2 separate regions of the Arachis hypogaea genome follow, and region 2 is linked to region 1. The links are chromatin contacts, called in public Hi-C maps. All regions are on one chromosome and are shown on one strand. Each heading gives the region's core, a stretch centred on a gene start, on an enhancer-like site or on the middle of the called end of the contact. The rest is flanking DNA. Distances are from core to core; before and after follow the strand shown. Region 1 holds the start of LOC112795849 (heavy metal-associated isoprenylated plant protein 32). Region 2 has its middle 11 kb from the start of LOC112795850.

The links. Hi-C and Micro-C count contacts between places; a contact is called where the count stands out from the background.
Region 2: a Hi-C map of leaf shows a contact between it and region 1, with 2.0 times the contacts expected there. The contact joins the enhancer-like site here to the promoter of LOC112795849 in region 1. A contact is called at or near these places in 3 of 8 Hi-C or Micro-C datasets (leaf and an unstated tissue).

The regions. Positions count from the first base shown.
Region 1 is chr4:4,081,518-4,084,522 of arahy.Tifrunner.gnm2.J5K5, reverse strand. LOC112795849 (heavy metal-associated isoprenylated plant protein 32) reads right to left here and starts at 1,588. Exons shown (of 3, transcript XM_025838034.3): 1 at 1,232-1,588; 2 at 1,077-1,152; 3 at 1-1,006. The coding sequence starts at 1,261.
Region 2 is chr4:4,126,107-4,129,071 of arahy.Tifrunner.gnm2.J5K5, reverse strand. No RefSeq gene overlaps it. Among protein-coding and RNA genes, the nearest start is that of LOC112795850, 11 kb to the right of the region's middle. Within about 2 kb of position 1,446, at least 3 of the 3 cell types and tissues checked have open chromatin away from gene starts, as enhancers often do.

The DNA.
Region 1 (3,005 bases), core at 339-2,838:
CCATTACCACCTTCACCCATCATTGAATTACCCTTTTTGCCCCCATTGCCATTGTTTGGATTGCCGCCACCACCGCCGCCGTGGTGCCCATTGTTACCATTCTTGTTTCCACCTCCATTGTTTCCATTTTGCATAGGACCTCCATTCTTGCCACCATTGTTTTTGTTACCACCTTGAATCTGGTTGTTACCACCGCCCCCGCCGCCGCCTCCTTTCTTTCCTCCTCCGTTTCCATTTTTACCGTCGTTCCCACCACCCATCCCCTGCATCTGCACAGGCAAACCTCCACCACCGCCACCGCCACCGCCGCCGCCGCCTTTCTTGCCGTTGCCTCCTCCATTTCCGCCGCCGCCGCCACCACCCTTCTGAGCATTCATGATGCCATTCAACATCATATTATGAGCAGCACCATTTCCCATAGGGAGCTTCATCTTGTTCAATGGGTGGTGAGGATCATCCATCTCATCATCAAATTCGTCATCAAAGTCATCATCATCATCAAACTCATCCAACTCGTCATCAGACAAATCATCCTCCTCAGGAGGCAAACTGAACTTCACTTGCTTCATGTTGTTGTTGTTCTTGGGGTTCTGATTTGGGGCCATCATTTGCATGTCCTTGAATTGAGGAAGCTTCAGATCTTGAAACCCTTTCATCTGCTGAAGCTGCTGCAACTGCTGCTGCAGCTGTTGCTGTGGATTCTGCCCACCACCACCACCTTTGGGTTGGTTATTCCCAGCCTTCTGACCCTTGTTGTTACCACCGCCACCGCCGCCACCACCACCTTTGCCATTGTGCTCAATTTGCATGTTCTTCATCTGGTTAGCAAGGTGGTTCTGATTATTATGGTTGTTGTTGTTGTTGTTGTTGTTGTTGGGTTTAGGAGCACCCCAAAGCTCTGCATGTTTGCCTGATTTTGCAAGCTTCTTGATGAGAACGTTTGGATCCACGTTCCCTGAAACCGTGACCTTCCCTTGCTCTGAATCTATCTCAGTCGTAAACACCCCTGTCCAACAAAACAAAAGATAAGACACCTCGGATTCAAGATATAATTAAGAAGAAATGTGTGTGCATACCATCAATCTTCTGGAGGATTTTCTTGACTTTTTGCTTGCACCCATCACAGTGTATGTTCACTTTAAGAACACATTTCTGCATGCACAAGCAATCCCAAAAACAGAATAAATAACATTAATTAGTTGAAGGAGATAGATGGAGTAAGTGTTGGTACCTGTATCTTCAAAATCTCTTCTTTACTCATATTCTGGAGAAAGAAGGTAGATCTGAGAGAGGGTTGGAAGCAAACACAGAAGCCAATGAATGAGAGGAAAAACAAAAGAAAAAAGTGGTCTGAGTGAAAACAGAGATAGCGAGTCCTGAACAACAAAGGCTCAGACTTGGAGAGAAAGAGAAAGAGAAAGAGAAAGAGAAAGTGCTTCCCTCAAACAAAAACACAGTCTTGTCATTAAAAGCTTTCAATCCTCTATTTCAGGGTGTAATAACAAACAAAGAGAGACAACCGTTTTTGTTTTTCTATTGCAACAACTTCAAAAAAAAAAAAAAAAAAAGACTTGTGTTATTGTGTGTTGTAACTTGTAACTCGCTACACTTTTTTAACCGTCGCCATGTCTTCTCTTTTCCGGAATCGTAATTGGGAAGCTTCAATCACTCACCCAATGTGCCAAAGGCTTTGCCTCTCTTACGTAACATATTTTCATTTTATTCCTTCCCCAAACAAATCTAAACTAGATTCCACTTTTCCTTTTTTCTTAATTCTACTATTCATATTATTTAATGGGATCCCGCTAGGAAGACGATGGATTATTTGTACAATGTGTACGAATTCCTGATTTTTTGGATCTAGCACTCTAATACAATATCATGATACCACTCATCTCAAAAGCTTCAGCGGATGAAAAAAAGTAACACTAATGATTATATGTCTAATACTTCATAAACCTCTATTGTATACATTATACAAATATTCCATTAACTCCTCATACTTTCTCTATTTCATGTGTTCAAGTAAAGTTGATACTTGAGAGTTGTTAGATAATTTGATTGATTTGATTAAATTTTTATCTAACAGCTCTCAGATATCAATTTCATGTGAAGTCGACTTCACCTGAATTTTCACATTATTATTATTATTAAACCATCTTCGTCTATGTTTCAACCACTTCAAAATGAGTTATAAATTATAATCTACATTTTTTTCTTAGAATTCATATTTTCGTAAAGAAAAAAAAAATATTAAGTAAGTCATTCAAAAAATTGTGTAAATTTATAAATATCTGACATAAAAACAAAAAAATTTATGAAAATTCTTTGACAAGATGGCAAAGAAAACTCTTCAAAAGATATCAATTCTTTAAGTTATTTTTACAAAATTTTATAAGTCCATCGTAATTTTTTTAAAATTTATTTAATATTTAATTTTTAAAGAACTTACAAGCCTACCATAAAATTGTCCAGACAGTTACAATGACATTAAACACCACAAAATCAATTATCATCAAATATCAATCACTTTATCTTCTTATACAAATCAACTCTATGATGTCAAAAAGCACACATCAAATTAATATTTATAATCAAATTTTACAAATATTATAATTAAACGTTCCAAATAACATGTAATCAAATATTACGAGAACATTTTAAAAATAATATAATCAAACCAAATATATACACATAATCAAAGTTATAAATAATATAATCAAATTATATTTACAACTGTACTAAACTTTATGGAAAATAATTATGATAGGAGAAAGTACTATTTTTAATTTTGGGTCTTTAACTAGCAAATTCCTTTAATTATGGTCATAATTACTCTTTGACTTTAGTTCGAATTCTTTTGATACTTAATATTTTTTTATTAATTTAATTGTTCATTTTCTTTTTCTATGGTAGTTGTACATAATTAATAAATTTTATTTAATATATTTAAATTCAAAAGAAAAAATAATATTATTATAATATTGTGAATATTTGTTAAGTAA
Region 2 (2,965 bases), core at 197-2,696, 45 kb before region 1:
CTCAAACTCTAATTGATTCATGTGATCCCAACATTATTTTAAGTACAAATCATAAGTCAGGCTATTATTTTTGGAATTTTGGGTCAGTGGCCATGCTATATAGAAACAGACAAAGGGTTCATTACTTCATTTCGTTTGCACCACATACTGTTCTTTCAAAAGAATATATTGGAGGTCAAAAACTCAAAATTTTAGGATATGTTCAGTTCTTTTTACATAATTTATAAAATACTATTTTTATGTATATATAAAAGAAAAATAAATGCTTTGATGAGTCAGCTGTGCTATTGTTAATTTCTAACATGCAATGATTATTAGCAATAGAAGAATTAAGTAGTTCATTTTGTCAACGATAAACGTCATTGTCATAGCTATAATTTTAGGATTAGGACCATTGTATTAGATCAAAATTGTTAGTTCGTTATTGATTACTTTAAATCTTATCAAGGAATTATATATATAGTCTAATAGTCTATTATCACTAATTTAAGCAGTCTACATTTATAGTAGATAATGCAAATGTATATTTACATAACCATAATATTAAGATGACAACAACAAAAACGTTAGAATTTGTCTTATTTAATTTTTATTAATTATTATAAAATTAAATAAGATAAATTATAATTATTTTTAGTTAATTTGTTTTAATTATTAAAATTTTTTCGTTTACAGAATTTTACTTTGTGAATCATTCATTTCTCTCTTTTTTTTTTTATATTTACATTTTGTATGTTAGGTTCACTTTGTATGCGAGTGTGCACCAATAATGTAACCAATGAACTGATGAATTACTGAATTAACCTTTTTGAATCCAATAATTTTTTGGTTATCCAGAGTATTTTTTAATAGGATAAATCAATGACTAACTAGTCGCAGATTTAAACTTTATTTAAGAGTTTGATATTGGCTAATGAATTATTGTATATATAAAACAAGATTTAAGCCTGGAATACTTACTTAAACGGATAAGTAAGTTGATCACTCGATTCACCTAAGTTGATTTTTTTAACCCAATAATAAGCTTGAACCTTAACAATTTCTTATCAAGACATTAACTGAAGTCGGTGGTATAATTATTAACATGCAAAACACGTACTATATATTTAATGTTTTTAGGAATTTTTATTTTATATATGCAAAACAAGGTAACTAATTTAATATTCTAGTCCATCAGAAAACTATAATAGTTTAGCAAAAGGGAAAAAAAAGAAAAGCAAAGTAATAAATAAATCCATTACTTTAATAAATAAAGAAAGAAATGGAGAAGAACCAAAGAAAAGGTGAAAGATAAGGCTTGTCTCAAAGAGTAGTAGTTAATTATTAATTTCCGGATTCCACAAAGAAGGTCTAGCTGTAATTTTTTATGAGCAAACAGCAGGCCATACGAAGTGCATTTTAAAAAAGAGAAAAAAAAACCGTCATACGATTTAGTACAAATTAAAACTGCACGGAAATTCTGGCTTGATAAGTTGGCCAAATAATAGAACTGTATTATATATACTCTCTGTTCCAAACTTTGATAAATTAATGTTTCTGAATTAAATCCAAAAAAAAATAAAAAAAAAATAATGATGCGGCTGCAAGAAAACGACGATGTAGATAATGTGTGTGGGGCTTCCCGTAGAGAAATTAAACTTGCACGTGGGATCCACATGCCCCTTTCCTTCTCACGGCAACAAAGCACCCCAGTGGCCCAGTTCCCATACGGACACTGCTCATTATTACAAGCTCAACAAATGAAAAAAAAAAAGATAAATTGATTTCTAATTTTTTAGTTTGTAGATATTTAAGTTTTTGAGAATTTAAAATATATTTAAATTTGTTATTCTTTTAAAATTTGAATATATTGATCTCTAAATTTAATTTGTCTAATTTTAAAAAAAAATTTATATGTGTATCTATATTTATAATAGAAGTTACATTTGATTTTTCATTGCGTCTGACAGATTTAAGTAAACATGAGAGATTCGTGTATCTAAATTTTAAGAAGATTAAAAACTTATATGTATTTTTAAATTTTTAAAAATTTAAATATCTATGCATCAAAAAATCAAAAACTTATTTATTCTTTTCTCAAAAAAAATTTGTTTATTTGCAGTATTGATTTTTATAGGTTTATTAAATTTATAATTAAGTTTTTATATTTTTTATTTAATTAAATTTTTATATTATTTTTAATTTTATAATTAAATTATTTTTAATATAAAATTATTTGAATTAATTAAATATTTTTTATAAATTAAAAATATTTACAATTAAAATTTTAATTAAATTTTTTACTATATATTTTTTGAAAAAAAATATTTAATTAATTTTAATATTTTTTACTTAAAAATGATTTAACTACAAAATTAAAACTAATTTAAAAAGTCAACTAAAAAAATATACAAAAATATAATTAAAAATTTAATAAAATTATAAAAACTAACAAAATAATTAAATAAAAAAAATTTAAACTCAAAATGATATATATCCTTTTTATCAGCGGTGCATCTCACACACTTTTTTAATTTAATATCATTATTTTAACCTATCATGCCGTATAATTTTAAATATATTTTGAAAAAGGATTATTAAGCAGAAGAGTTAATGAATCTCACAAAATTAAATATCAAGAGTTAAAAAAAGTATTTTTTGTTTGAATTAAGTATTAAATTAGTCTCTTACATTTGGATGTAATCATATTTTGGTCCTTAAAGTTTAAAATGTCCTATTTGAATAAAAAAAATTATTTAGTTTTAATGTAGTTCTACCGTAAGGTCAAAGTTAAATAATTAATGGAATATCCTACATCACAGCATTACAAAAACAAGGTTGATAATTTGGAAACAAAATCAATTATAGATGCATCAATACATTTATTTATTGTTCTTCTTAGTTTTGTAGAAAATATTTCATTTAAATTTGTAAGAAAAATGATAAATAAATGTATTGATACGTCCACGGTTAATTTTGTGCATCT